Linked DNA regions of Mus musculus: regions 2, 3, 4, 5 and 6 are each linked to region 1. A link is a contact called in public Micro-C and promoter capture Hi-C data. All regions are on one chromosome and are shown on one strand. The core of a region is the stretch at or near the end of the contact, and the rest is flanking DNA. Distances in the headings are between cores, read along the strand shown.

The links. Promoter capture Hi-C pulls out the DNA fragments that hold promoters and counts their contacts. A called contact is a pair of places that touch in the nucleus more often than the background predicts.
Region 2: a Micro-C map of embryonic stem cells shows a contact between it and region 1, with 8 times the contacts expected there. The contact joins the promoter of Kifbp here to the promoter of Macroh2a2 in region 1. A contact is called at or near these places in 1 of 39 promoter capture datasets (cranial neural crest) and 1 of 484 Hi-C or Micro-C datasets (embryonic stem cells).
Region 3: a promoter capture Hi-C map of embryonic stem cells shows a contact between it and region 1, with 2.3 times the contacts expected there. The contact joins the promoter of Supv3l1 here to the promoter of Macroh2a2 in region 1. A contact is called at or near these places in 10 of 39 promoter capture datasets (the 3T3-L1 cell line, 3T3-L1-derived adipocytes, cranial neural crest and 5 more), 2 of 484 Hi-C or Micro-C datasets (both in embryonic stem cells) and 2 of 115 datasets of contacts at active chromatin or transcription factors (astrocytes and stem cell-derived neural progenitor cells).
Region 4: a contact with region 1 is called in a promoter capture Hi-C map of hippocampal neurons, with 4 times the contacts expected there. The contact joins the promoter of Hkdc1 here to the promoter of Macroh2a2 in region 1. A contact is called at or near these places in 7 of 39 promoter capture datasets (the 3T3-L1 cell line, cranial neural crest, embryonic stem cells and 4 more), 2 of 115 datasets of contacts at active chromatin or transcription factors (embryonic stem cells and stem cell-derived neural progenitor cells) and 1 of 9 other capture datasets (embryonic stem cells).
Region 5: a contact with region 1 is called in a Micro-C map of embryonic stem cells, with 7 times the contacts expected there. The contact joins the promoter of Sgpl1 here to the promoter of Macroh2a2 in region 1. A contact is called at or near these places in 3 of 39 promoter capture datasets (embryonic stem cells and hippocampal neurons) and 3 of 484 Hi-C or Micro-C datasets (all in embryonic stem cells).
Region 6: a contact with region 1 is called in a Micro-C map of embryonic stem cells, with 4 times the contacts expected there. The contact joins the promoter of Hk1os here to the promoter of Macroh2a2 in region 1. A contact is called at or near these places in 4 of 39 promoter capture datasets (cranial neural crest, embryonic stem cells, liver and 1 more), 2 of 484 Hi-C or Micro-C datasets (both in embryonic stem cells) and 5 of 115 datasets of contacts at active chromatin or transcription factors (differentiating embryonic stem cells, embryonic stem cells, neural tube and 2 more).

What each region holds. Positions count from the first base shown.
Region 1 is chr10:61,781,884-61,786,890 of GRCm38.p6, forward strand. Macroh2a2 (macroH2A.2 histone) reads right to left here and starts at 1,981. Exons shown (of 9, transcript NM_207000.2): 1 at 1,900-1,981. It overlaps Gm2137 (basic proline-rich protein), which reads left to right and starts at 144. Exons shown (of 3, transcript XM_006514419.2): 1 at 144-176; 2 at 1,268-1,750; 3 at 2,219-2,939. The coding sequence starts at 144. The coding sequence ends at 2,389.
Region 2 is chr10:62,575,880-62,580,886 of GRCm38.p6, forward strand. It overlaps Kifbp (kinesin family binding protein), which reads right to left and starts at 2,578. Exons shown (of 7, transcript NM_028197.2): 1 at 2,085-2,578. The coding sequence starts at 2,498. Ddx21 (DExD box helicase 21) reads right to left here. Exons shown (of 15, transcript NM_019553.2): 15 at 4,368-5,007.
Region 3 is chr10:62,447,669-62,452,675 of GRCm38.p6, forward strand. It overlaps Supv3l1 (suppressor of var1, 3-like 1 (S. cerevisiae)), which reads right to left and starts at 2,070. Exons shown (of 15, transcript NM_181423.3): 1 at 1,747-2,070; 2 at 28-105. The coding sequence starts at 2,017. It overlaps 4930507D05Rik (RIKEN cDNA 4930507D05 gene), which reads left to right and starts at 1,492. Exons shown (of 1, transcript NR_027926.1): 1 at 1,492-3,685.
Region 4 is chr10:62,420,548-62,425,554 of GRCm38.p6, forward strand. It overlaps Hkdc1 (hexokinase domain containing 1), which reads right to left and starts at 1,910. Exons shown (of 18, transcript NM_145419.1): 1 at 1,751-1,910. The coding sequence starts at 1,813. It overlaps Gm30322 (a long non-coding RNA gene), which reads left to right and starts at 1,959. Exons shown (of 3, transcript XR_380484.3): 1 at 1,959-2,024.
Region 5 is chr10:61,145,580-61,150,586 of GRCm38.p6, forward strand. Sgpl1 (sphingosine phosphate lyase 1) reads right to left here and starts at 2,105. Exons shown (of 15, transcript NM_009163.4): 1 at 1,944-2,105; 2 at 679-752. The coding sequence starts at 705.
Region 6 is chr10:62,337,711-62,342,717 of GRCm38.p6, forward strand. Hk1os (hexokinase 1, opposite strand) reads left to right here and starts at 2,524. Exons shown (of 3, transcript NR_168630.1): 1 at 2,524-2,702. It overlaps Hk1 (hexokinase 1), which reads right to left and starts at 2,711. Exons shown (of 18, transcript NM_001146100.1): 1 at 2,303-2,711. The coding sequence starts at 2,365.

The DNA.
Region 1 (5,007 bases), core at 731-3,230:
GAATTCACCTCCAGCTTCCCTAGCAGGAGGTAGAGAAAACAGGGTTTGGTTGTCTCAGGTGGTAGCCAGCAGGGGGTCCGGGGCTCGCTGTGGCACAGCAGGCCATAGGCATCCCACAAGCCCTGTCGTCAAGGCAGAGGAATATGGATAGGGTCAGAATCTTTCTGGATCCAGAGGTAAGTTCTTTTCATGGAGTTCTGAAATAGCAGAAACTGTGAATCATATCTAAAGGCTAAGAAGAGCGGATCCAGAGAGGGTAGGACAAACTGGAGGACAGGAAGACAGTATTTTAAGAGGGAATTTGGATGCAAGGAAAGAGATCTTGCTGCTATGAGTTATTTTATTAAGATACAATTTCCTACAGCGGGATTCCAATATTTGAGTTCCTGCATTTCAATATTTCTGAAAACTCCAAGGCACCGTCTACGGGTCCTGGAGTTCTGAGCATTTACTTGTGAGAGTTCTCTCTGTGGTGAAAGGAACCGCTTTCACTCTGGCAGAAGGAGCGGGCTGGGGACTAGGCACAGTTTAATTTGTTTTGAGACGTTAAAAGCAAAGACATTTTACTCTGAATAAGGTTTTCTCTCCCCCCCAACCCCCCACTGAACAGTTTTATTTCAACATAAACAGACGCTGAACCAGGGCTGCTGTTCTCCATAGGATTGATCGCGCCTGGGGCCTCCTGGGGTGTATGGCTTCTTGCTGTGATTTCCCCTGAAGCCAGCTCACCTGGAGAACTGCTTCAGTTGCTCCAGTCTGGGCAACCTGAGCCCAGTTCCCAATGAGTGCGTCCACTCTTTGGTTTTTTTCACTGGCCCCTTTCCCACTTTCCTCATCCCAAGAGAACCACGGCCCAAACGCTGCAGTAATGGCCAGGCCTAAATCAGGCCCACCCGTGGCTCATTTGAAGCCCAGGCACCATCAGTAATGCTGAACTCGTGAAGAAGGAGGTTCAATTGGCGTTTGGTGGCGGGGGTGGGGTTCGATGCCCCTTTGGCCATTGTTGAGAGGAACAAAGAGGGCAGGAGCTAAGGGCGCCCCCATGAGGAAAGGCGTGGAAAGCCACTCTGGGGAGCCATCCTAGGCTAGCGGGGCTGGAAAGCGGTGCACCTGGATGGCGCTCTGGCAACCGGGGAGGCAGGGCTGATTTCTACCCGCGGCAGCGGCTGCCGCCTTTCCCTGACTTGACTTTGATCCCCCTCTTCTTGATATTGTTACTATTATTTTTGTTATTTTCCCGCGCAAATTAAGCAGCTGGGACCGGTAGGGCGAGCCGCTCAGGGGCCGCCATTTGCCGGTGGAAGCACCGATCGCCCCGGAAAGGGAACCCGAGGGGAGTGCTCGGCCTCAAGTCCTCCTCCGCCCGCGGCTCCCGCAGCATCCCGGCTCCGCGCCCGCGCCGCCCCGGCGTCTCTGCGTCCTCCTCCATTGTCAGCCCCGCGCCCAGCTCGGCACCCCGGAGGCCCTGGTCGCGCGCCCTCGGCCCTTGCGAGCCAGCGTCCCCCTCCCGGTTCCCTCGGCGCCCGGGCGCCTCCCTCCTCCCTCCCCCGCTCCCCGAGCTCCGCATCCAGGGCTCCCGGCACCGCCAGCCTGGCCGCGGGACCCCGCATTTCGGCATCCTCCCTGCTTGGCCCAGGGTGCCCCGGCCCCTCGCCAGCGGCGGGCATCGCGCGGCGTCTTCGGCAAACCCCCCTTTTATCTCCCGAGGAAGCAAGTTGGGCAGATCGATTTATTAATTTCTGTGGCAGAGGTGGGTCGGTGACCGGGGTGCGCCCTCAGGGCTGCAGCGGGGAGGCGCCGTGGCTCCCTTCGGCCCCTGCACTGCCCGGACAAGAGGGTTTTGTTTCCAGACCCCCGGCGCCCCCCGAAACAATGATGCCATGGGCATGGCGGGCTCACCTGGTGCTGCACCGCGGGCTCCGGGCGCCCGGTGGCCTAGTGCGCGCCAATCCCGGCCGCAGGTTCGGCCCGCGTGCCGCCGGTGCTGGGCAGGACCCTGCCTTTCTTGGGGTTGTATCTGTGCGTGTCAATGGCGGCAAGCGGCAGTTCTCCGGGCCGCGGATAGTAGCGGGGGGAGGAGGAGGAGGGAGAAGGGATTGCTCCTTCTCCACATAACCACCTCTAGGAGGAGTCGCTCAGCCTCATCCCCCGCCAGCCCAGGCTCCGCGACGGGTCCGGGGGCTTTCGTGGGGCTTGATGAGCTATTGTCCTTCTGCAGTGGAACCACAGGGCCAGTTCGCGGAGCTGTCGGCTGCGAGGACACCGCTTCCCTAGAGCCCGGCACGGAGGCCTTGTGGTCACCAGCCACAGGCTCCAGATAGCTCGACCCACCTTTGCTGGGCGAAAGAGGTGTGGGCGTTCATCTGCCCATTACGGGATGAGAAGGTGAACGAAAAAAAAAAAAAGCAAGCCACGTTGGATGCAGCCCTGATCTGAAATTACCAAACACGTTACTGTGTCGCGCACGGCGCCGAAGGAACCGAGAATTTATTCTGGTGATTCGCTAGTAGTGATGGAGATCCAGATGTGCTTCCTGGTGGATGAAGACCATGTGCCCCGGCATCATTTAAAAATTGGATTGCGTTAATTTGCCATCTCCCGACGGTTATTGAGGTTAAGCACAAAGAGAGTGTCTAAAGAAGCAATTTTTTGTATTAGTTTCTGGAAAATTCATTGTGATGGCGGTGCAGTGGACAGTATCAGGTGACACTGGGCGCGTGTAGTTGTTTGGTCCCTGATGAAAAACCACGTTGTCTTTTGTACTGTGAACCCTGTCAAGGGCACATGGCTCTAGGGCCAGTCACCGTAAGCATTCAGTTGAATGGACGGTCCATGGTGCCTCAGATTTTTTCCTGCATGAATCAGAGGACTCTGGGAGGAAACCTTTTGATTTCTGCAAAAAAAAAATAAAAAATAAAAAATAAAAAATGTGAAGCCGAGATCTTTAGCATTGAGCGAATGGACTTTGCCCAAACCCGTGACCTTTTGTATGTGTGCTCGCTGCCACAAACTAACTGTACTTGTATCTATGTACACAGTGGGGGACTTTGGGGGTCACCGAAGACCTGTGATTGCCTGGGTGGAGAGAAGTTAGCTACTCAACCACCCTCGCCATTTTATCAGGCGGGCCGCTGGCATTTATAGACCAGTGCTTTCCATTGAGAATGTGTATTTTAAGCTTGAGTGTTTTGCTGAGAACCAGCCATGTCTTTTGCTCTCCCTGCAAACCATGCATGGTTCATTCTGCTGTAAACGTATCTCCCATAATGGGGACCCCACAGTATGAGAGAGAGGACAGCCAGCCCTGAGGCTCCTGCAGAAGCCCTTGATGCTCTCTGGGGATGACCCTCCTGTCTATTGTTTTGGAAGTCTTTGCCAGGCCAGAAGCCCACCTCTTTGCAGAGATGTGTGTTTAAAGGATTTCAAATGGCCGCCTGAGATGTCTCTTGGTGGCATTTCTGCACATTCCTAGAGGGAGTGCCCATCTTTCTTAGTAAAAGTAAAAAACAAACAAACAAAAAAAAAATCAAAAAACAAAAAAAAAACTTCAGGCCAGCATTCAGGATAGTTCTAGCACCTTGTAGGAGAACTTGACCATTGCTCCCTGGCCCCAATCAGCCAACTTCACAGAAATGTAGTGAATTATTCATTGGCACATAATAGTCACATTCTCTATAATTTCTATTAAAAGTGATATATGTGGCTAGGCATGGTGGCACATGCCTTTAATCCTAGCACTTGGGAGGTAGAGGCAAGTGAATTCAAAGCCAGTCTGGAGACCCTGTTTCAAAAAAAAAAAAAAAAAAAAAAAAAGAGCCATTTTAATGTGATTAATTTTTATTTCATTTCATTCTTTCTTCTTCCTTTCTACCCTTTATATTGGAGACAAGGACCATGTAGCCCTGGCTGGCTTAGAGATTGACATGTAGACCAGGGTGGCCTCAAAAGCCACAGAGATCTGCCTTCCTCTGCCCAACTGGGATCAAAACTTGTGTCACCATGCCCAACTTCCTTTTTCTCTTCTTTCCTTTCTTTTGACATAGTCTCATGTAGCTCAGGCCAGCCTTGTACTTGCTACATAGGCAGGGAGGAGGACCTTGAACTCTTGATCCTTCTGTTCCCAAATTCAGGGGTCACCGGCTGGATGTGTGTGGCTACTCTGCAACTTGTCTCAACTAGTATTTGATTATGTACTATCCAGAGAAAGGACGCAGCTGAGAAGGGCTACTCAAGAACCTCCTGTTTCATTCTGGCAGTTTCTGCAAATATAGAACCCCACTTAAGATGGGGTTACATCCCTGTGAACCCAGTGTAAGCCAAGTAAGACCTTAAGGCTGAGCACACTGCACGGTGGCATAGTGGTAACCTTTCGTGCCCGGCTCACCTGGCTGGTTGGGAGTAATGGCTCCTCACTCCTCCCAGCATCCCAAAGATGTGCACCGCCACACATCACTGGTACAGAAATGGAGATTCAAAACTCCAGGAATGACTTCTACTGAATGTATTTCTCTCAGGCCACAGTAAAGCTGAGAAATGGAAAGTTAGGGACCAACTCTAAATGATACAGTCACTCGGAGTGTGAGAGTCTGTGTGTGTGTGTGTGTGTGTGTGTGTGTGTGTGTGTGGTCATCAACTCCATAATGCACTGTGTTTAGCAGCAGAATCAAAACTTCATAAATCAAAACATGAATAGATGCAATGGCCCAGCTGAGGCCACCCAGCAAACCACAGGCAAAGCTTTCATGAGGAGATAGCCAGCCAATACAGTCTTTATCAGCTCCAAATATTTCAGGAAATATAGGGGACAGATGTACAACTTCCAATGTGCAGATGGAGTTCAACTGCTCATGTTATTAGGCGCTTTCAACACAGAACCAGAAATCCACCACTGAGAGGTATCTACTCTTATTGTTTAGAGCAGTTTCCTGCCAAGGGAAACATTCTTTTCAAAGGCCGAGCAGGGGATGCTGGGGAGGGGGCTCATCAGCAGACTCACGAGTAAACAAA
Region 2 (5,007 bases), core at 1,328-3,827, 790 kb after region 1:
GTGCTGGAATCCAAGCCTTAACCTTTGGAAGAGCAGCCAGTGCTCTGAAGCACTCTAGCCCTCCATGAGGTACTCTTACTTTAGGTGCACCAAGATGTCAAGCATGCATTTGAAAATCAATAAAATACAGTATACACTGCAGATACCCTTTCAAAAAGCTGCATGTTAATATCCATCCATTTTGTGTGTACCTACATATACTGAGGTGTGTATATGGAGGATTACAAATGGAGTCCATTCTCTCCTTTTAACATACGGGTCCTAGAAATGAAACTCAAGTTGCCAGGGCAAGCGAAGAGTGCCTTTACCCCAGGCCACCTCTCCAAGACCTCAAAAGGTTTTAAACTTCTTTAAAAAACAAAACAAAACTTGACTTTTCTGTTGCTGTTCCAAAATACCCTGACAAAAATCAACTTTTAAAATAAGGATTTATTTGCTCTCAGTTTGGAGAGATTGTTGTGTTGTGGAAGGAGCACAGTGTGGCCGGGGTGACTGAATCCACACTCAGTAGAGGGAAATGTCGGCACTTGCTGGTATTACCCAAGGGAGGCAGCCACTCACATTCACAGTTTAACCTCTTTGGAAACACCCTCCCAGATGACAAGGGGCATCTCTTGATTGATTCCAAATCCAGTCAACACAGGGTTAAAGCTTAATTTAGGAATCAATGAAGAAGGTTACTTTATTCTTTTTCCCTTTGGTTTTCTGAAACAAGATTTTTTTCCCTGTGTAGCCCTGGCTGTCCTGAAAGTCACGATGTAGACCAGCCTGGCCTCAAACTCAGAAATCCTCCTGCCTCAATTTCTGGGATTAAAGGCGTGCACCACCATCACACTGAAGTGTTGCTTGAACTGAACCCCTTACTAATGTCTTTAGCTCCCAAACAAACATGGAAAATATCCCTATCTGTGCCACCTGCTGGAGCTGTGAGCAAAAGGGACAGGCAGTGCCTGTTAGTATTTGGCTTTTAATTTTATTGAGCCATCATAAAAGAATATGGCATACCATTTTCTTCTAAGTTTTGAGACTTTCCTGAAAGGCCTACCTACCCAACAATCAAGCTTAGTAAATATTCCCTGGTACACATATCTGGACTGGAGGATGAAACCATCTATAACCCTAAGAAAGTAACCTGGCACAACAGAGTCCGACATTATCTGTCTTTTTTCCCCCATAGTGTGGAGATGAAACCTGGAGCACTAGGTAAATGCTGTACCACTGAGCTACACCCAAGGGCCTGGAAAACTCTACCCACTATTTGAATTTTGAAATGTTATGTTCTCCAGAGCAGAAAGTCGCACTTGCTGCTTATAAAAATGTAAAGGATGGAAGGTGAGATCAGTTTGGACCAGATAGAGTTAGTCCAAACAAGAGTTCCGATAACCTCAGCAGGGAGGCTGAGGTGGGGGGATCATGGGTTAAAGGCAGCCTGGGCTACAAGACTCTGAAAGGAAAAGGGGGAGGGGGTCCTAGCACTCAGGAGGTGAAGACAGTCGAAGTTAAGCATTGCAGACACAAATGGATGTCTAAACACAAACAAAAAATAAAAAGTTATTAAAAGGTTGTCGAGACAGTTTAAGGAAAAGGTACGAATTCCTTGCTGAGCAAACAAGATGAATGTGGTAAAGAATAAAGTTTTAAGATTTTGGCCATTAACAACAACAACATTTAAGATTGGATCATTCTTGCGATCCCTTGTCCTGTTCATTCCATTCGAATCCCGTTGGATTATTTCTTCACAGAATGAAACTAAGCTTGTCATTGGGTTGGGAGGCGCTGATTCGGACGCTTAGGTTTTCTGCCCAGGATTACGGAAAGTAGCAAGTGAGGCTGGAGTAGGCGGCGAGAACTCAGAGGGAGTTGGTAGGCAGATGGAGGGTAGGTGTTATGACAAATTAAAAGGGACTAAACTTCGCTATGAAACCCAGGCTAGCCAAGAACCCAAAGCAATCCTCCTGCCGCAGCCTCCCTAGTACTGGAATTTCAGGCCGGGTGTTGTGCAATGCTGGGGACTGAACCAACTGAGAGACGTGCGCAGCCAGGAGGAGCGTTTTGGATGCAGAACTCCCGCCTCAGCATCTCACCTGCGCCTGGATGTAGAGAGACACACAGCCGAGCGACAGGCGGTAGGGGCGCAGCAACGACAGGCACCTGACCAGATGCTCCTCGCCGGCAGACAGTTCCTCCGTGTCGATGTGGTTCACACCAAGGTGGAACTCGACCACCGCGAGGCGCAGCGCCCGCTGCGCTCCGGGGCCCTCAGCCTCCCGGGGCTCACCCGCGCCCAAGGCCTGGTCGCCCGGCCCATCGTCAGCAGCCGGCTCGTCCTCGTCCTCGGGCGCCGGGCCCAGCAGCGCGCGCACCTCCTCCAACAGCGCGCGCGCGCCGTACTTGGACTTGTACGGCTCCTTCTCCGGGTTCTTGTGCAGCTCCACCCGCGACAGGGCCAGCGCTGCCTGGAACTTCTCGCGGATCTCTGGCCCCGGAGCGTTCGCCATCGCGGCCTGAGCTGACGGCCGCCTCCCCGTCCGTGGACCAGCAGCCACTGGAGGCCTCCGCGTTGCGACACTTCATTTACGACGTGTCGTGACTGTGGAGCGCCGACCAATGAAGTCGGTAGAGGGGAGCGCTAGACGCTCGGCAGCAGCCAATGGGAGGATGTTCTGGTCGCCACAACAGCCGTCGTCAAGGAAACGAAGCTGTCAGGGAATACAGAGCCTTCCGCTGCTACCCTTGAGCAGTATGGCTTCTCCTGCTTCATCCCAAAATGTAGTTTATACAAAAATGTTCAGAATCAGAATGATTCTTAGGGGTAAGGTACTAGCCTATCGTAAAGTCAATCCCTAGCTTAAATGAAATTTAACACTAACATCTTTCGATAACTGCTCAAGTTCATAGGCAAGAATCTTTCACCACTAATGTATTACGCTATCACAGTTAAAAATTATAGTTGTAGGAAACTACAACCCAGGTACCCAGGTCTCAGGGATCAAATTCAGATCCTCAGGCTCAGCCTCCGCAGCCTTTACTTACTAGAGCCACCTCACACCACCACCGCCCAGTCCCTGAAAATTCTATAAAGGCTCTGAGCTAGGCATGGTGCCAATTATCTGCAGGCTGACACAGGGGCCAGTGTTGATATGTATTGTAATGCTAAATTCTGTAGCCTATGATTAAATTCTCATGCTTACCAGCTTTTGTTGTACAAACTTTATTCCTTAATTTAAAACTTAATTTGGTTAAATAAAAATGGCTACAGCTAGCCGGGCGTGGTGGCGCACGCCTTTAATCCCAGCACTCGGGAGGCAGAGGCAGGCGGATTTCTGAGTTCGAGGCCAGCCTGGTCTACAAAGTGAGCTCCAGGACAGCCAGGGCTATACAGAGAAACCCTGTCTCGAAAAACCAAAAAAAAAAAAAAAAAAAAAAAATGGCTACAGCTGCCGGGCGTGGTGGCACACGCTTTTAATCCCAGCACTGGGGAGGCAGAAGCAGGCGGATTTCTGAGTACAAGGCTAGCCTGGTCTACAAAGTTCAGGACAGCCAGGGCTACACAGAAATCCTGTCTCGAAATAACAAAAACAAACAACAAAGGCTACAGCTAATAACTGCAGGGATCAGAGGTAGGTGGGTTTCCTTGTTGAGCATTGGAGAGAGTAGAACAAGAGCCAGGAGAGATGGACCATGAGCACACGGCAGGAGAAACAGCAATTACTTGGGGGAACACTGCTGGGAAAGAAGCCAGGTCAGCAGTTGGAAAAATAGATTAGAGATTATCCCCCAGTAATTGTCAAAGCCAAATAAAATAACCATAGTGTGAGTCTCACTTATTTGTAAGCTGGTCAGGGATAAGCTCAGAATTGGTTGTGCTACAAGTCTACATAGTTCCAAGACAGCCAGAGATACACAGTGAGATCTGTCTTGAAAACATTTATTAAATGTAAAATTATTTTAAGTCTTAAAATGTATGTACATACATATTGAAAGGTAAACATAGGATGTTAGGGGAAGAGAGCAATTCACAAAACTTGAATGGATGATTCAAGAAATGAACCTGTAGAAAATGGCCCACTGAAGGGCTGGGGGGATGGCAGTGACTGCTCTTCCAAGAGGTCCTGAGTTCAAACCCCAGCAACCACACGGTGGCTCACAACCATCTGTAATGGGGGATCCGATGCCCTCTTCTGGTGTGTCTGAAGACAGTGAAGGTATGTTAACATAGGATTGCGTTCATTTTTATGACAATTTAGCCAAGGCTAACTCCCCGTTATAACCTGATCTGCTTTAATGCAGTATACACAAAAGGCAAGCCAAGCTACTAGATTTACAGACCTAGCAGTCACTGCTATAAAATAAAAGCCACCAAGAACTAAATATAAAGCATCGGTATCTTTATTATGGCATAATGCAGTACTTTATACAGCAATTCATTTTAATGTAAAAACATTTTATGTACAGTTTCAGGAAAACATACATAGACAGCTGGAACATAAAAACAGGCTGTAATTTCAAAGTCCAGATTTATTTGATAAAGTGGAAAATATTTTCTCTGTAGAAAATAGTAAAAATGATAACATTTCCCAACAAGCCCATTTAAACCAAATAATAGTTGAATTATACATATAAATATTGCTTAGTTTCTGCAATCCAAAAGAAACTTCATTTGTTTGAAAAGTCATGTTTCATTTAAATTGTGTCAATTGGAATTCTTCCCTTCTTCCCCTTCACTGTTTGGTTTATGACAGATCATTTTTCTATAGGGTAACCCATTAATTCAAAATGTCTTTTAGCCTTTCCTCCTGCAAGCAGAGCCAGTATGTCCTTTCATCATCTTGAACTGGCAAACTCTTTTATCCCAACAGTGACATGCTTCATTAAACCATGCCCACATTTCTTACAAGCTACAGTTATCAACAAAGAAAACAAGAAAAACAAAACCCAACAAATCCTGAGCACAGAGGATGAGCCATCTGGTCAGAGTTCAAGGGGAAAACTGAATTTAAATAGAAA
Region 3 (5,007 bases), core at 820-3,319, 670 kb after region 1:
TAACTCTCAAAAAATTGTCAGCCTTACCATCAAGTCCATAGTCAGCACTCAGCTTTTGAATTTCTTGCCTCTTATAAAACTTGTCTAAGATCTTCTTTACTTCATCTAAAAAAGAAATATAAGTTTTTTTAAAGATTTATTTATTTATTTATTTTATGCATGAGTACACCACCATTGGTCTCTTTAGATACACCAGACCCCATTACAGATGGTTGTGAGCCACCATGTGGTTGCTGGGAATTGAATTCAGGACCTGAAGAGTAGTGAGTGCTCTTGTAAGCCATCTCTCCAGACCCTATAAAAGATTTTTTTTTAACAATTGTTTACCAATTTAGACAAATCTACAACAAAAGGAATTTGAAGTCATAATACTAAAGGCCGGGGCCTCAGGAATGCTTTGAGAGTGTGAAGCTTTGGGCTACTGTGCAATGGAGTAAGAAAAATGACAAGAGTACAGCAATGCACCATCCCTGACAGACCACAGACACACAAGGAGAGAGCCAGTCCCCCTCCCCCCACCCCCACAGAGTCACCATCAAACCTCCCCTTGTGCCCAAAGCTCTTCTTGAGTAACCAAGAAAAGGCAAGTCCTGCTATGAGAGGCAGATGTAATTCACTACTAAGAGCAGTGTTAGCAACGGTAGCCTGTGCAGTAATTAATGACAATCCCCAGTCTGAGAACAGCTCGAGCTTATCTTGAGGAGGGAAAAAGTAGAGGGAAAGGAAGGGGAAGAGGAGGAGTACTACCTTGTTAGTTGATTTCACAGTACTGGGAAATGACCCCACGGCACTGCGTGCTTGGCAAGGCATATATCCCAGGGTTATATCTTCAAGCACATTAAAAAAGAACACTCTGCTGCCTGGAGGTGCAGGTAGCCCAGGCCTTTGATCCAGGGACTCGGCAGGCAGACACAGGCCTATCTCTGTGAGTCTGAGGCCAGCCTGGTCTACAGAGCACATTCCAGGACAGCCAAAGCCACACAGAGAAACCTTGTTTAATTTTTTTATTTTGAAATAGGACCTCTCTTAAGTTTTCCAAGCCTGTTTTGAACTCATTCTGTAGCCCAGGCTGGTATTGAACTTGCCATCCTCTGCCTCTGACTCCCAACATGAAGCCTATATTTTAAAGTCACAATAGGAAGCATCAATATTGCTTGTTGAAGAGCCAGGAAGACAGCTTGTGCCTAAAAGAAATGTGGTTTTCTTTCAGTCTCTAAGAATGTCATTTGGTGAAAAGAAACCTTTCACCCTCCCATTGTCAAGCTCACCCAAATGCAGGTAGGACAAAACTCACTTCAACCCAGTGATGCTAAAGGTTTTTTTTTTATTCATCTCTGGAACCTGGGACGATACTACTTTTTGGCAAAGACAGTTTTATCAACTTTTATCTTGTATTTAAATTCAGGTCTGTCTCGTGGGAGAGTAAATTTATTGAGAAATCCGGATCTGAGACCCGTTGTCTTGGCAACCAGATGGAATTTTAACATCGTTAGACATCCACATCAGGTCAATGGCAAGTCCTCACTGTTTAATCCCTCCATGAGGACTCTAGGAGCACAAGCGGCGCACCACTTAGGGACAAAACTCTTAACCTCCTCGACCGAAGAGAACGGTCAATGTCAACTACAGAAGAGACTAAATATGACTTAGGCTCGGGTGCTAAGGGCTCCAAAAAGGAACAGACATTGCACTATGTAGGCCCAGGCTGCAGACCCTGCCGCTCTGCCGGGAGGCTCCAGCACTCACTCTTGTCTAGAGGCCGAGTGAGCTCCGCGCCCACGTCGCCATCGGCGCTGGGACCCTGAGGCTTCACCGTCAGCGGCACGAACAAGGACGTGTTCGGGGCTTTGGAGCCACCAGAGGCAGAGGAGGAGGCGGCCAAGCAGGGAACGCGTCCTGAAGCCCCCGGGAACGACCCCACGAGAGCGCGAAGGGCGGAGCAAGGGGCCGCCCGGGGCCCAGCCCCGCGCCCCGCCGGGAGCCGAGCCCACAGCAAGGTACACCGAGGCAAGGACATTGAGGCCGCGGCTCGAATGGAGCCGGGGAAAATCCGGACCACTGGCGCCGCTCGGTGACGTAGCTCCGGCGCCCGCGGAGCGAAAGGACCCAGAGAGACACAGGGCTGCCCCCGCGTGCGCCTGAAGGAAAAGGAGATGGAAGGGTTGGGAGCGCGCCTCTTCGTGGGAGCACGACCTCTGTACGTTACAGTGGCAGAAACGAGCTCCCATCCTCTCACTCTTTCTGCGGCAATTGGCAGCGTCTTTCTCGAAAGAAGGGAAAGTAATCAGGCATCTTAAGGGATGTTACAGATGCGCGGAAGGGAACCGTACAAGCGTCGTCATGTGACCAAACTGTCTATCCTGCATCATGTGGCTTCAAACGCTAAAGTGCATTTCCAAGAAGATTGGTGCATTAATATCCGTAGTTTCCTGATAGGATAACGTTAGAGGACGTAGCTTGATCTGCTACAGATCAAGACGGGTTGCAGAGAAATCCGGTTGTACGATAACTGGCGCTTACGTGACACGTGTGTCAATACACGTGCTTCTCTCCTTGGTGCTAGGGCTCCATGTAGGGGCCATGAGCAAGCTAGGCATGTGCTCCACCATGAGCTGCAGAATTCAGTTAACGTGAGCAGTTTGTACTCCTCGCATCTCGAAAGTTATAACCACAAAGTATGCTCTGTGTACCTGGTTAAAGTTTGATCTTACTCCTATCTACTACAGCACTCGGTCCCACCCGAGTTGTAAGGAAAGAGGTGCCTCTGTTCGTTCCGTCTGGGCGTGACCATTCAGTTCTTGGCCGGCCAAACACTAGGAGGGAAGCCATGTGTGGCGACGTTCCCTCAGTCCTCTGCCGAGAGGTCCCCAACACCATCTAGTTTCTGAGTTCAGGAGCCGTTCGGTTTTTAGAAAATTGGACCCAGTAACAACTTCGTTCGTTCGGTGTCTGGTGGTCCTCATTCCAACCCGCGCCATCGGTCAATCCTCTGTCTCTATCCCTTCTTGACAAGTTTTCTGATTTCAGAAAATGAGTTGCGGGATATGGCTTCGGAGTCAAAGCTCTAAAACCATCTGGTGCTAAGTCAAAACCCTCAAAGTTCGGACCCTGAACTCGAATGGCCTTCCTTCTCTGAAATTGATCGAGGGTCTTTCGATCTCAACTGCACTTATTCTATCCGCAGAGTCTGCAGTAATAATATGGGTAGGCCTCCTTGAGAACCCTCCTTGGTGAGAGGCTCATGGGTTTGGTTCATTTGGCAAACGAACAAGGTCAGGTTTATTGGTGCAGCTCTTGGACCAAGGACCCATGATGGACGATTCTTAAGAGTCCTGAGCAAGGGGAAAGGTTGTGTGTCAGACAAGAGCTGGCTTTTTTTTCCCCATGTAAGGTCATGACTCAAGTGCCTGGTGATCATTCAGGAGAAGGGCTGTGGCTACCTGGAACTCGGTTTCGGCACCATCGGTGGGGGTGGGGCTGTAGCGAGCTGGAGCCTAACACCTGGGTTAAGACTTTGTCCTTGGGCTGGAGAGATGATGGTTCCGTGGTTAAGAGCACTAGCTGCTCTTGTAGAGACTTGGGCTCCCAACTGTCTGTATCTTCTGTACCCCCTCACACAGACATGCAGTCAAAGCACCAATGTATATAAAATTTAAAAATTAAATTAAAAAAAATGTTGAGCTGGAGTGTTGGCTCAGTGTGTTAAGAGCACTTGTTGAAAGAACGCAGGTTTGATTCCCACATGGAGGCTCACCACATCCTCAAGTTCCCGCACCTGTAGTGCAGGCACACATGAAGACAAAACACTCATACACATAAAATAATCTAAAAGTAAAAAATAAAAAACAAAAATTGTCAGCCCCTAGTCCCGAGATAAAGTCCACCCGCCTTCAGCTCCTCAGACTCCACTACCTGTTTTTGTAACCAGGCTCCATTTACCTCATCCACTAGAACCCTGATGAAGCAGTCACGCCCATATTCCAGTACTCAGATTCTACCTTCAAGTTCATCATCCAGGCCTCCAGCTAGGACAGCGCATCCATCCTAAACCCTCTGCTTCTCATTAGACCACCCCAAGTCTGCTTCCAGACTCACTACAGGGAAGAACCCTCCCCAGACCTTTTCTTGCCTGTCCCTCCACAAAGTTGTTCCTTCTTTGCAGATAAAGCGTTGAATGTGCAAGGGAGGGGAGCAGAGGCCAAGGTGAACAGCGATGATCTTTGTTAATGCTCAACCATCAACCTTTACAAATGAAAACCTCAGAACCTTTCTGTTGTGTCTGGCCAGTAGATCACAAACTGGGTTCTAGCCTGGAAAGGCATTTTGGAAACCTGGAAGAGAAGAGGGGCTGGGCTGCGCGAGATAAGGAAGGAACCAAGACAAAGCTCTCTGCTCAAGATTCAATTTTTACTATTTCGGCACTCAGTTATAAAGCAGGGGAAGGGGGCCCAATTCCCGCCAAATAATCTCGGGGTCCAGTAGCAGGGTGATCACGTGTGTGGCTCCAAACAGCAAAGCCGCACGTTCCAGCAGTGAGCGTGGCAGAACGATTGAGCGGGAAGCTCCACCCCTGAGCAAGCAGGTTTCAGGCTGGGGGAGGGGAGACTACACCTTTCTTTTCTTACTTTCTCTTCTTTTTGTTTAGGTTTTCTGTTGTTTTGTTTTGTTTTTTGAGACAGGGTTTCACTTTTGTAGCCCTGGCTGTCCTGGAACTCACTTTGTAGATCAGGCTGGCTTCAAACTCACAAAGATCCCATCTGCCTCTGCCTCCCAAGTGCTAGGATTAAAGGCATGCATCACCACATCTTGGTGAACTCGTTTTCTGAAGACTCTCAGGATCTGATAAATCACCTTAGTTCTGATAGGTTATTTCTCTGCCGGTGAAATGAGCCAAATCAATCCAGATTATAGTAAAGGCAGGTTTATTGGAAAGCTGTTCTTTGGCGATTTCACTGTCCACAGGGACTAAGGCCAGGGAGTCACCATTGAGGGGTGGATAGAGAAAGG
Region 4 (5,007 bases), core at 660-3,159, 640 kb after region 1:
GCAGGAAGCGTGTAAACCGTCGGACAGGAACCACTGAATTACCACACAGACAACACACTTTGCCTTTAGACGAGCTGTTTTTGGCCTGTGGAGGAATGTCCTCCAAGCTGTGAGTCAGACTGGCTACAAACCAGTCTACTCACAAGCCCAAGAGACCTGCTGGGCCCTTGATTAGGCTTGGGGGATTCATGACTTTCTTGCTTTTCACCGTGAGGGGAGGAACTCAACCCAGGTATTGACAGAGGCTCTGGAATGCCTTGTTTGAACCTGTTCCTGGGCTGGTGGACAAACATGCTCCAGCCTTATCCCAGGCTAGAACAAAAGGTGAGCCACTGTACGGAGTCGGGGGGATGAAGTGACTGCAAACTAAAGGTTTCAGTCTCAAAGATTATCCTTAGGGCTGGCCTCTCCGCCCAGCTGGGAGAAACAGCAATGAGTTCTGAAACAGGGCTGCAAAGGACTTTACACCCCTCAAGCAGTCAGCAGAGGGGGTTCTGGGAATCTAGTCCAACAAATGACAGAATGAAAAGCTGTCAAAGCAAATGGGTTTCTACTCTCCGGCTTGCCCTGGCTCTCATGGACTGCAGACAGGCGGCGTTTACCCACTAGCAAAGAAGGGGCTACAAGGGGGCCATACTTCTTCTTTCAAAGTTTGAAAAGCATTTAGAAGGCTAGAGGAGGCATCTGCCAGTTTCAGTGTACTGTTAGTGCCCGGGTGACCTTGGCAGAGTCTGGTTGCCCAGAGGACTCCTGTTGTCAATGGAGATGCTACATCCTCCTCCTTGCAGCTGTCAGCAGCCAGTGAGTGTGACCAGGGACACAGGCTGCACTCATTTTAGCTGCCAGGAGATAATCCTGGTCTCATCAGTCAACTAGAGCCCATCTTGATTTTGTAGCTGGGGCAAAGTAGCCAAAAAACTCTGACCTATTAATAGGACAATAGGACATGCTGAAAATTACAACTGTGTTAAAATGTACATGCCAGCCATGCCGAGTAGGTTGTAATTCCAGGCACTTGGGAGACTGAGATTGTAGTCTCAGACCAGAGTGGGCCATATAAGACCCTGTGTCAAAATCATAAAATAAACCCCAGGTTTTCTCTTGGTGCCTTTATTTCCATTTGATTTCAAACACATGAATAATCGGATGCACTTTTAAAAGTTCTCTTTCTAGCCGGGCGTGGTGGCACACGCCTTTAATCTTAGCACTTGGGAGGCAGAAGCAGGCAGATTTCTGAGTTCGAGGCCACCCTGGTCTACAAAGTGAGTTCCAGGACAGCCAGGGCTATACAAAGAAACCCTGTCTCGAAAAACCAACCAAACAAACAAACAAAAAGATCTCTTTCTTTATAAACGACTCACCTTCGTCGTGGCCTTGCCCCTAAATGGCCCTGAATTGGGCACAAAGTTCCTAGAACTTTTTGAAGACTTCCAATTTCCCATATTTGCCAAGAGGCTCTGACTGAAAGCCGGGACGAGGGACAATGAGCAATGTGGGACACTTACTACCTCTTCCTCCCTGAGACATTCACTGGTATTGGCTCCCTGTATCTTTTCCAATAAAGTCTCTTAAATACTTTTTCCTTTCCTGCTGGGGCTTGAACCCAGGACGTTATAGAAGCTAGGTAAGCACTCTAGAGCTGCCCTCCCCACCCCTGCCCCAGTGCCTTAATTCCTTTTGCTGTTGAGAGGGAGTCTGTTGGGTCTGTCAGCGTAGACTGGGCCAGACACCTCAGCTTCAGAGTCCTTACCTTCTTGATCTGGTCCTCCTTCAGCTTGGTGAAGTAAAACGCCACCAAGTGTACTGCAAACATGTTCCCAAGTGCGGTTGTTCCCGAGAGCGCCGAGTCTTCAGTACACTCTCTGTCTGCGGAGTGCTGCACGCCTCTAGTTTGGGCGGGGAGGTGGGTGCTTGGGCTAAATACTTCCAGCTGCTCGGTTCAATGATTAAACTTCGCCCGTCTTTGGTCCCTCCCTCCGCCACACACTCGATTGTCTAACAGGAGGCTCTGGTGGGAGCTGAAGGTAAGCAGAGGGGAAGGCTGGGGATTGATGGCTCACTTGACTATTTGAGAACTGAGCATCGAGAAAATCTTGTTGCTAAGTGACACACTAAGGCCTGTGCTCTAAGACCACTCAGCTAAGGAAAAGCTTGTGAGAAGTTGGGGGTGGGGTGGGGGGAGCAAAACAGAGCCAATTTATGAACTAAATCCCAGTTCCAGAATTCCTCTTCTCAGCGAGGCAACAGGACTGTAGACTCCTGGTATCCTAGGCAGCGTCTTTGGTTTTGTTTTTTGTTTCCAGATGGGTTTCACTGGTATTGGCTCCCTGTATCTTTTCCAATAAAGTCTCTTAAATACTTTTTCCTTTCCTGCTGGGGCTTGAACCCAGGACGTCATAGAAGCTAGGTAAGCACTCTAGAGCTGCCCTCCCCACCCCTGCCCCAGTGCCTTAATTCCTTTTGCTGTTGAGAGGGAGTTCGTGTTATAAGGAGTACTGTGTAAAACTGGCTGCTCTGGCTGTGGACCAGGCTGGCCTCGAACTCAGAGATCCACCTGCCTCTGCCTCCCGAGTACTGGGATTAAAGCTGTGTGCCACTGCTGCCTGGCTTCTGAGGCACCATCTTAACTAAGGCTAAGCAGTGTCCTGGTCCTGCAGATTCAAAAAAAAAAAAAAATGCTGAGACAATTCCTCTACTGTGGCAGATAAGCTAATGAGAAGTAATCAATACTCCACAGTGGTAAGCCAGACAGCCTTTAGTAGCTTGGGGCTGCTCTCTCTCTCTCTCTCTCTCTGTGTGTGTGTGTGTGTGTGTGTGTGTGTGTGTGTTGGGAGGTGGGGGCATTAAGAATGGAAGCCACCAGGCCCTGCTGGAGTGCTGCGCAGGAAGGATGTACTACCATTGAGACACCTGGTTTCTTGCCCTCTGCTCTCACCATGCGTGGTATGAGAAGGATCTGCCACATGGGAACACAACCTTTTGCAGTCCTCCCAGCCACTGGCTGGTTAGTGAATTCAGTGATGGCCAGCAAGGCCATCCACTCCAGGATGGGATATGAGATTATGACAAGGAGTGGGCAGAAGGAAAACAACCAAAATCAAAGACTTCTACAGTGTCCAGTAGCCTGGGAGTGAGGCAGGCAGGCAGGCAGCCTATGGGATTTCACTGAGGCAAAGGACAGCAAAGGCTGTTCGTGTTATAAGGCGTACTGTGTGTTGTCTAAGCACAGGAGAGCATGTCCCCTTCAGGTGTGAGTTAGCTAAGTAACCTGAGGCTTAATGACTATTAAAGGTCATGTGCATCCAGAGTATCTAGACAGACCATTTTGTAGCAGCTAGCCCAGAATGTCTGGGTGTGAAGTCATTAGCAGCCGCTGCCATGGATGGGGACTTTATTCATCCCATCTTATAGATCAGGAAGCTGGCCCTGAAGTGCTTAGTGTCTTCCTCAAAATCACGGTTGTGAATGCTTCAGCCAGGAAGCAACCCCAGAAATGTGATTCCAGAGCCCAGCTCATGACCAGTACTCAAGGCCAACTCTCCAACGCACCTTCCACCCAGTGCTCATCTGGTAACTACTAAGACTCTGCGAGGTTGAAGTTTCAGCAAAGCTGGAAAGTTAAGCACAGACAGCATTTCAGTAGACCCTCCCCAACAGGGAAAGGGGTTTCCTGAAAAACAAAGTCCTGACTCCACTCTTCCAAACACTAAGAAAACACACTGTAAAATTCAGTCGACTAGCCGGGCATGGTGGCACATGCCTTTAATCCCAGCACTTGGGAGGCAGAGGCAGGCAGATTTCTGAGTTCGAGGCCAGTTTGGTCTATAAAGTGAGTTCCAGAACAGCCAGGGATATACAGAGAAACCCTGTTTCGAAAAAACAAAACAAAACAAATCAGCCAACTAGATGGCTACGGGCACCCAGTGTCTCTTGGCTTCCACTGACCAGGTGGCCTCTGGATAAGCTGTGTCATTCTGGTCAGCTTATATCCTCAACTCTGCCTGCTCTTCTGCACACTCTTCCCAGTGACAGCAATGACTGACCGCTGCCTGCTTGGGGCCTTTCACGGCTGCCTCTTTTCAACGCACCGGAAGTCTGCCTTAGGCCAGTCTTCATGAAATGATTACATACTTTACCCAGACTGACATAACAGCCTCCCTGATGGGGAAACCTCGACCCTTTCCATCTGTTTACTCCCAGGCTATGACTTTTATCTCCTTTGCTTATCGCACAAGCAAACAAAAGGTTAACCTTCAGTTCCAGAAATGTAGAACTGCTGCTACTCGGGGTGGTCTCAGACAACATCCTGGGCAGCCTGCCTGTCCAAGAACCATACTGTTACCTCAATTACCTCCCAAACGCCTGGGTGCCAACAAGGCCATCCACTCCAGGCTGGGATATGAGATTATGACAAGGAGTGGGCAGAAGGAAAGCAACCAAAATCAAAGACTTCTACAGTCTCCAGTAGCCTGGGAGTGAGGCAGGCAGGCAGGCAGCCTATGAGATTTCACTGAGGCAAAGGACAGCAAAGGCTGTTCGTGTTATAGGGAGTACTGTGTGTTGTCTAAGCACAGGAGAGCATGTCCCCTTCAGGTGTGAGTTAGCTAAGTAACCTGAGGCTTAATGACTATTAAAGGTCATGTGCATCCAGAGTATCGGGACAGACCATTTTATAGTAGCTAGCCCAGAATATCTGGGTGTGAAGTCATGGACTTTGCTTAAGGACACACTGAGTATTACCACTGTTGTAATAGGTAATACGGATCGCTCACTTGACCTAGGACCTCAACCAACTCAGGAAGAGCAGCTCTCTACACACACACACACACACACACACACACACACACACACACACACACACACACACACACACACACCCCTTCCAGAGTTCTGCTTTGATCCATTAAGGCCTCATCTAAGCCCAAAGCAGCATGTGCTCTCCTTTAGGTACTGAGCCTGGCAGGGAGCCAGGCAGGAGGGCCAGACAGCCCACTAAACCTTCCTATT
Region 5 (5,007 bases), core at 855-3,354, 640 kb before region 1:
CTAAGGTGTTCTCAGACATCCTGTAGTGATATGCTGTCTCCAAGAGCCCAGCATGATGGTGCACTGAGAAGGTTGAAGGATTGCTAGTTCAAGGCCATCCTAGGCTACACTAAGAGCTTCTGCCTCAAAAAGAAAACAAGCTCATTAATCCCAGCACTCAGGAGGCAGAGGCAAGCAACCCTCTTAGAATTCTAGGCCAGCCTGATCTACATAGCAAGTTACAGGCTAGCCTGGACTACATAATGAGCCCTCCATCTCCAAGAACCAACCAAAAGAACCCAAACAAACAAACAAAAAAATCCCAGCACTAGGAGGTAGAGGGAAATGACTAAAAGTTCAAGGCCAAGTGTACCTGCTAAGTTCCAGGCCACCCTGAGTTCCAGAGGCAGCCATTGTTTCAGAAACAAAACAAAAGCAATTGCTCTAGTGGTAGGAGAAGAAAGAGAGAAAAGCCGTGAGCAAGGGCTGTAGAAAGATCCTCAGGGAATTTCTAAGTTCTGCATCCACCGTATTCATCCATTTATTCACCCCGAGCATTCACGCCAGTTTCCAAAGCAAACAAAACAAAAAGAAAAAAGTGGCAGCGAATGCTGAGCTTTGAGCAAAAGCAAGGCATCGGAGGGGAAGCGGTCCCATGACTCAGAGCCTTCTGAGCGAGAGAGAAAGGATCCGACTCACCAGCTTGAGGAGGTCGGTTCCGGGCATCTTCCTCTGCAGCCGGCTCCCTCCCCGGGGCTGCCCTGCCTCTGCGTCTGCAAAGGGGAAACGCAGCTGTTTACTCGGCAGCCCGGCCGGCGCTGCCCCTCCGCGGGATCCCCCTGCCGGCTTTGGCAGCGCTCCAGCCGACCCCGGCACCCCGGAGCAGTGGAGCCCGCGGCGTGCACGCGGGGACACGCCCCTTCCCCGGGCCCACGGCAGCGCCGCCGCCTCTCGGCACAGCGGGACCCGGGACTCCTCCAGCCCGGCCTGCCTTTCCCCCGCGCCCCTGTAGCCTGGCGCCACTACTCAGCCCCGGCCACAGACTCGAGCCTGGGTCTCTCCGACGCCCCACAGCAGTCGGGAACCCACACCCCGCAGCTCGGCTCCCCATCAGCCCGGACCCAGCCCCCTCAGACCAGGCCCGGCTCCCCTCAGCCCGCCCCCTCTTAGCCTGACTCCCTTAAGCCCAGGACCCTCTCAGCCTGGGCCCTGCTCCCCTCAGCCTGGGCCCCGCTCCCCTCAGCCCCGACCCCGCAGCCCCGACCCTGCTCCCCTCAGTCTGGGGCCCGCACCCCTCAGTTTGCTCCTTCTCAGCCCGGCTCCCCCTCAGCCCAGGCGCTGCTCCCCTCAGTCTGGGCCCCGCTTCCCTCATCCCACCTCTCCCTGTGCCACGGACCTGCACCCCTCAGCTCAGCTTCCTCTCAGCCCACTCCCTTTCAGCCTGAGCCCTGCTTCCCTCAGCCCGGGCACCGCTTCCCTCAGCCCGGCTCTCCCTCAGCCCGGCTCCCTCTCAGCTCGGGCCCCGCTCCCCTCAGCCCAGGACCCTCTCAGCCTGAACCCTTGCTCCCCTCAGCCCGGTCCCTGCTCCCCCTCAGCCCGGGCCCCGCTCCCCTCAGCCCAGCTCTCCCTCAGCCCGGCTCCCTCTCAGCTCGGGCCCCGCTTTCCTCAGCCGCGCTCCCCTCAGCCCAGCTCTCCCTCAGCCCGGCTCCCTCTCAGCTCGGGCCCTGCTTTCCTCAGCCGCGCTCCCCTCAGCCCAGCTCTCCATGAACCACAGACCTGCCTCCCTCAGCGCAGCTCCCCACAGCCCGGTTCCCTCCGCGCAGCTCCCCACAACCCAATTCCCTCTCGGCTCCCCAACCACAGCTCGGCCTCCCTCCTCTCCCCTCAGCCCGGGCCCGGATCCCTCCAGCTCCTCTCGGCTCCCCACTGCTCCCGCCGGGTCCAGCCCGCCGCGGCAGCTCCACCTCCTCAGGCTGTGGACCCGGCTCCTTCTTTCCCCGCAGAGGCTCCGCTGGCCGCCGCCCACCTCACGCGCCTCGGTTCTGCGAGCGACTCACTCGCTGGCCACGGGACCCGGGTTCCCCCTTCCGCCGCCGCCGCAGAGATTGGAGGTGCGCCGCCCCCGGCCCCGCCCCTCCCGGAAATGGCCTTGGGGTACCCGCCCGCCTCCAGGAGCCCGGGCCGTGCGCGCCCTTGCCGCTGTCGGGCGCGCGCACGTCCGACGCCGCGCTGGGCTCGGCTCGCCCCGCAGCCCTCCGCCCGCCTACTGCTGGGTCCGGGCTGTGGTGTCGGGGGAACTCAGGCGAGAGTTTGTGGCCAGGGCTAAGTAATGGCGCCAGGGTTGAGAGGCTCGGCGCCAAGGTTCGGGGCGCCCAGAGCCGTGTGGGCGTGCGCGCCGCCTGCTGGCCGGGTAGGGACTGTGTCTAAGCCAGATAGGGTGTCTAGGGGTCTCACCTTTCGCCAGCAGCTGGCCCTGTGAGTTTACAACTTCTTCAGGCTACTCTTTGTGTTTGTCTTTTGTTGCTATTGTTGTTTGTTGTTGTTTTGTGATGCAGGCTTTTTATACTAAGTTGCCGAGACTGGCTTTGAGGTCTTTCTGTAGGGCAGTCAAAGGCTTTGATCTAGGTTTTCTCCCGCCTCATCACAGCCTTCCAAAAATCTAAGGTGACATCTCTCTTAACAATTCTTTGTTTTGATCCAAGTTCTGACTTAGGTCATGCTGGCCCCAAACTGGTCCTGTATCTTAGGATAACTTTGAACTCACAATCTTCCTGCCAGCCACTACACTCAACAGTTTAGGGGCTGGTTAGTGTTTGAGACAGGGTCTCACTCTGTCGTGTAAGCTATAAACTGGCCTTGAACTTGAATCAATCTTCCTGCTTTAGGCTCCCAAGTACTGAAATTATACCCATAAAAAGCTGGTTATGTGAAGTGATTGGGGAGGGAGGGCTCAGTGAGGCTGGGTCCCAGCACCCACTTAAGATGGCTCCCAAACACCACTCCCGGTCCATGGACTCTGACATTGTCTTCTGGCCTCTGAGGCCATAAACACACACACACACACACACACGCTTACACATAAATAAAAATAAATGCTTGAAATAATTAACTTGAACCTGGTGTGGTGGTTTGTTCCTGTAATTCCTGAGGCAATTTTGAAGCCAACCGGGGCTTCAAAATAAGACCCTATTCCCCACCCCAACCCTTGCATTCTGGACACAATTGGTCACTTCCAGCCAGTGTCTGCAGACAAGACTAATCTGAGCAACCACCTAACCTGGGTCTTTAAAGGAAGAGCTTTGAGATTTTACTGTTTTAGGGTTTCTATTGCTGTGATGAAACACCATGACCAAAGAAATATGGGGAAGAAAGGGTTTATTTGGCTTACACGTCCAGAGCACTGTTCATCAACAAAAGAAGTCAGGACAGGAGCTCAAACAGGGCAAAACCTGAAGGCAGGAGCTGATGCAGAGGCCATGAAGGAGTGCTGCTTACTGCCCTGCTCCTCATGGCTGGCTTGCTTATAGAACCCAGGACCACCAACCCAGGGATAGCACCACCCACAGTGGGCTGCGACCTCCCCCATCAATCCCTAATTAAGAAAATGCCCTACAGGTTTGCCTATAGCCTGAATCTCATAGAGGCATTTTCTTAATCAATATTCCCTCCTCTGAGATGACTTTAACTTGTGTTATGTTCACTGAGTGAGCAAGGGGTTGGCCCTTGGTCTCTTTTCTGTGTTGGAAACTTGATTTTCCCATCAAGGTTAAAGATGTCTGAATGAAAAAAGCATGTCAACTTGGTTAATGGAAATAATACCACCCCAGCCTTCACTTCCCCAAAAGAAATAAACAGAGGGCAAATGGTATAAATACTGGGCAGAAATGTTTTTTTCAGAAGCAAAGCTGGCAAGCACTACAATTCAAGTGGAAGGACCCCCAAGGTCACAAAGGTCACCCTTCACACTAGGTTGGGGGAAAAAAAAACCCCGAATTGACCTTTCAAATAGGAATGACTACACTGAAGTGCTGGAGCAGGTGACAGCACAGTGACAGCAGTGACAGCCAACTTTGCCCCCTTGTGAATGCTGATACTCAAATGAGGGTGTGGTTAGCAATGGCATTCTTATCTCCACCTAGTGTGTCCGAGATGGGACATTTTACCTCCTCTGCATCCCGTGACAGCACCCAGTCTCCCTCTCACAGCAGTTAAGACCCTAAAGAGATCTGGCAGGTTGTTGGGCCTTCATCACCCTTATACAACCAAAAGCCCCAGGTACCTCTCTCCTCCATCCAGATCCCCTGAAATAACCCCTGGTTGACACACGCCCTTCCAATGCCTGCTCTTAAGAGTTACATAAGTTCCCTCTTTTAGGACTTCTTCAGATCAGAGGTACTGTCTCCAGCCCTCTCCTTAGCTGCCAGATGCATGTAGAATTATTTAATACTTAAGAATACCCCCGGGGGCTGGTGAGATGGCTCAGTGGGTAAGAGCACCCGACTGCTCTTCCGAAGGTCCAGAGTTCAAATCCCAGCAACCACATGGTGGCTCACAACCATCTGTAACGAGATCTGACTCCTTCTGGAGTGTCTGAAGACAGCTACAGTGTACTTACATATAATAAAAAAAAAAAAAAAAAAGAATATCCCACCCCACCCCCGTGCGTGTACATATGTGTGGCCGGGCAAACCATGCACGAGTCAGAAGCTTACAGATGATGTGTGGATAATCAGGACCCAGTGATCACCTGTTTGAGCCCCCTACCCAACGCCAACACTGGTGAGCATGGCTATATGGGGCTTTTTGCATGGTGCTGGGGATTCGAACTGAAGTCCTCTTACATGCACATGCTAAGCAATCTCCCTAGCTCCTCATCCTTGAATCTAGAATTCACACACCCAGGTGACTCGGGAACAATATCTGACCCCCTATATGCATCTGATCCTTCCCAGAAATATGAACTAGGTCAACTGTTTTGGCTGATCTTTTCTTTGGCAAAAACTATACTATGGTAAGCGTCCCTATTGT
Region 6 (5,007 bases), core at 1,274-3,773, 560 kb after region 1:
TTTGGTTGGTTGATTTTGTTGTTACTCAGTTTTTTGTTTGTTTGTTGTTTGTTTTTTGGTTTTTCGAGACAGGGTTTCTCTGTATAGCCCTGGCTGTCCTGGAACTCACTTGGTAGACCAGGCTGGCCCCGAACTCAGAAATCCGCCTGCCTCTGCCTCCCAAGTGCTGGGAGGCCACCACGCCCTGCCGTTGCTCAGTTTTTGTTTTGAGGGTTTGTATGTTTGTTTGTTTTGGCTTTTTTGTTTTTGTTTTGTTGTTGTTGTTGTTGTTGTTGTTTTTGGAGGGGGGTGGTTCCAGACAGGGTTTCTCTCTGTATTCCTGGCTGACCTGGAATTTGCCCTGTGGACCAAGCTGACCTTAAACTCACAGAGATCCACCTCTGCCTCCCAAAAGCTGGGATTAAAGGCTTGAGCCACCACCCACCGTCAGGCTGAGAGCTCATTTGTTTTTAAGGATCTCCTACACAGAACGAAATGAAAGTTTCAGTTTAGAGACCTTGCTCCAGCAAAGCTCTGGGATAGAGGTGGGGGAGGGGATATCCCAATCTCAGAGTGAGGGCTTTAGTTAGGCACCGTTTGAATCGGTGCTCAGATACCCACAGGGCCTGGGAGATGGAATGGGACGGAGGTGAATCAGGCCACTTGTAGTGGAGCGCCTTAGTCCAACTCAGCCACCGGTGGCCACCCAGCACGGTGTCAGGGAGCAGCCAGGCAGCTGGCAGCCACACAGGTGGCTGTGGGTGTGAGGCTGGAGGCTTAGTTTACAAGGTCATTGGGCCTCCACCCACCATTGCACGCCTGAGCCACAGAGGGTATCTAGAGTGGGAGAGCTGTGGACTCTTGATTCGGGAGGCCTATCCTAAGTGCACTCTGCCCTCCTATCTTCCCTTTCCATGGGATAAGCATGTCCACCGCCATGGAAGAAACTCAAGCAATTACACGTGTTGATGCATAGCTCCCTGACATCAGGTCAGGGATGGGGGTGGGGGTGGGAGATTGACAGTGAAGCCCTTCAGCACCCTATTCCTGGTCCCTATTCAGGATAAGAGCTGCATCTCCAACAGTCTTGTCTCTCAGCACCTCCCCTTCAGCTGACACCCAGGGGGAGTCTTGGTCAAGTTCTCGAGTGGGAGGAGGGTCAGAGCCCCGCCCAGACTCCACCTCTAACCAGCTGTGTGACCTTCAGGAGGTCACAGTCCCCGGTAAGACTGCTTCTGAAGGTGCAGGATGAGAAGTCTCAGGCCAGGAAAGGACAGAGCCTAGTCACTGCCGCCTCTCACCTGTAGATAGTACCTCTTGTCCCAGTGTCTGTCAGGGTGATGATGCTATTAACCTATCCTAGGGTAGGTAAGGCATACCCATAGCACAAATAAAAATGTCCTAGGTGTTTTCCTAACCAACTTAGTCTATCTCAGGAAAAAAACATCCCGTCTTACTGATGGTGGCAGAAAAGTGAGGTACATCTTTAAGACCCACCAGCAGACGGCACTTTATACTAGATGAACATCACCCCTAGGACCCAGCGTCCATGTGCAAGAACTCACAAGTCACAAGGAACGAATGCCAACCCCTCCGAGCTCTTCAAGTGACTAAAGTGTCTTATTTGAGCTCCTAGGCTGAGACTGCCTGGAAATTACAGGTTTAGAGGAAGAAAAAATTCCATTCAGACGTGCGGTTCTCGACCTGAGGCCTATGAGCAAAGTTTCCGGTGGCCTCTGCTCCCCTCCCCTCACCGGAAAGCCAGGCGGGTCACCCCGTCCTCAGAGTAAGGAGCAGCTGCAACAGCTGGGGGAGCCCAGTGACAGTTTCAGGAGGGCATCGTATTCTCCAAATGGGAACCCCAAATATGGGATGCCTGGCTTCCAGCCAGCACCCCCGCCAGCTGCTCACTCACCTCCCCAGCCTATCTCGGCGATCACACCTTCCCCGCCCACGGCGCGCGTGGACCTTTCAAAACAGGCCTATAGACAGGCCAGCTGGTCCCCACCTAGACAGGTCTCAGCCCGGCACTGCGTGCGGGTACCCATCTGACATCCATGGTCCTTTTCAAGGACACTGCAGTATGCAATCCAGCCGTGGGAGGAAGGGGGGGGGTCTTCAGCCGGCCGCCCAGCTCCTCAAACCACAAGCACGCCCGCATGCCCACAATGCCCGGGTGAATCCCAGCATGAGGCCTGTCGCCTGCACCCTGTAGTCCAACTAGATGCTGTCTAGCCGGGAGAGGCCGGGGGGAGGATGCAGGCGGTGGCGAGCGGATGCGGGAATGCAAGGCTGTGGCCAGGGCGGCGCCGGCGGGGCTCACCTTTTTGACTTGGTCATCCTTCAGCTCGGTGAAGTAATATGCCAGTAGTTGCGCGGCGATCATGTTGACGGTGGGGGATGCGGAGAAGCAGGTGTGGGGCCAGTGGCTCCTCAGTAGCCCTGGTGAGCAGTGGTCCTCCAGCGGCGGATCCGCGACTCCACCTCCTCCTCCCTTGGCTCCTCCCCCTCAGTCCCTGGGCGGGGCGTCTGCCTGCTCTCTCCAGACCTCCGAGCTCCCGTCCCCGGGAGGGTGACAACCGCCAGCCGGCCCACCTCCTCAGTCCCCATTGGCTACAAGGCGCCACTGCCGCGCTATGGCTGGGGCTTCCCAGCCAGAGCAGGAGAATGACGGCCGCTCCCTCCCGCGCCGGAAAGGAGGCATCACCCTGCACGTTCCCCACGTAAGGAGCGCGCGGTCACGCGTGGTGGCACAGTGCCAAGCCAGAGTGGGTGGGGTGTGGGACACGATCTGGAGGGGACCAGAGGACAGATCCAGGACACCACAAACTGGAGAACGCGAACGGAGCCACACCCCTTCCTCGGAGATTAGGGCTCGTCCCCCACCCCTCCCATCCTCCCTGTTGGGGAAGCACACAAGTGGGCGTGGAAAGAGAGCGGAAGCCGAAACTAGGCGGCTTCACAGATCTTGCACTGGGTCCCTGTGCCTGCCTGCCATCGAGGATCCAAAATCTAAGGATGATGCTCGGAGTCCCACCACAGCCTGTCAGAGTTCACATAGCGAAACCCAAAGCGCCTGCCCCTGTGACATCATGTAAGAGCTCATGGTCCCCGAGTGGGAATTTTGGCCTATTCCCAGCCTGTCCCGATCCTCCCACCCTTCTCTAGCTCTTGGGCATCCGGGTTCTGGGAGGTTGGGGGTACTGTTCAGGACTCAGGTTGAGGGGAAATCGTATTTGTACCTTATGACAAGTAAGAACTCTGACATACAGAAGTGGCTCTGATTCTACAGGTGAGGAGTCTGAGGCAATGCGTTACAGTTGCTGCTCAGGAGTCGGGCAGGGTTTTCTTAGCTTCAGTGCTGGTGACCTGGCCGTTGTATGCAGTGTCTCTTACTTAAGCTTCCCTTGCAGGCCATGTTCCCATGACCAGGGCTGCAGCATCTGTCCTGAGGGAACTATAGAGGCTAACTTCTAGCCCACACCTGGGGGGCTAGGAGCCCATGCCTGGAACACCCCTCAAGTACCCCAGGACCCTTCCAGCCACCACTGCCCACTGAGAAAGAGGTGGTAGACCTGATACCTCTATCCAGGACACATCCCCACCCTGCCCAATGGCAGGTGCAGATGTGTCCTCAGTCACTTCTTTACCCCTAAGATGGAGCTGTAACTACTGATGTCTACACCCCATGATTTTTGTGAAAGAGCATAAACACTTGTGTCTAACAAATTAAGTGGGAAGTACTCTCATAGAATGAACTTGGGAGCCTACAGGTTAAAGTTTGGGGGGGGGGGCGCAACCTGTATATCGCCATTTCCAGGCCCAGGGAGGGCCTAACTGTTGTATTTAAATTATTTTCCTAATAGGATCTCCCCTCAAAAAGATTAGCATTTGAGGCCCACATAAATCTCAAACTAACACACACACACACACATATGCACAGGCGAACGCTACCAACATGGCCACCAGTGTCAGGACAAAATGGTTCTTCTAAGCTGCATTCGACTCTGCAAATGTAGTTCTGCCAGCCAGCTCTCAAGGCTGGGACATCTTTGAGGATGGAGGGTTGTTTTGTTTTCTCAGAGCTCTGTAGGTTGAATGGGCCATCTCTCTGCTCCCCGTGTTAGACTCACGGCCCCCTCACTCAGCCTTCAGCTATCACTATAATCTGTCCCCATACAACCCTTACCCAACAAACCAGAATTGGGAAAAAGCTGGCCAAACTTATAGGCAGGTAGGCACCTCTGCTATCCCTTCCCCCAACCCCTGTACCAAGGTGACTCAGTACACACACACACACACACACAGAGGCACTAAGGCTTAGCATTATTTCCTAATTCACATCTCTAAGTCAGACTCACTGCCGCTCCCAATACCATTACCACCCCAGTTTTTCGCCTGTCTAGCTAGAAATATTACAAGAACATTTAAGGTGGCTTTCTGGTTGTTGGCTACCAGCCATCCAAGCCATTCTGAGCTGCAGGCCACGGCACTCTCCCTGAAAAGCAACCTTAATTGTGTTATGTCCCTGCCTGCAGTCCCTTCTGGGCCCTGATGGAGCCGATTTAAACATGTTGGCCCTGTAGCTGACCCTACTCTTTGAGTGTATCTCTTCCCTGGCCCCTGGTCACAACAGGGCTATTTCCCTCTCTCCTCAGACTGCACAGGTCCATTCCACTGTGGCACCGCTCATACCCCTTTGCTCGCCTACCCTTCCCCGTTCATCTATACCTGTCCAAGTTCCCTTCACCACAGGAAGGCATGTCTGGCCTTCCTGCCTAAGCTGGCCTCCCATGACCTCAGTCACTCACCCTGGCCTCCCAGGCCCCAGCACCTCCACAGGGCACACTCGGACAGTGCTCAGAGTCCATGCAAACGGGGACCAGGGCTCTTCTCTACAGGCAAGGCAGCGTAGGATGCACAGCTGGTGGGCCATCTTGCCCAGTGGCAGGTTGCGGTAGAATTTGGAGCCGGGACTCAACCCCAGTTCTGATGCCTAGCCAGCACTCTGTCCATCCTACCCCACCA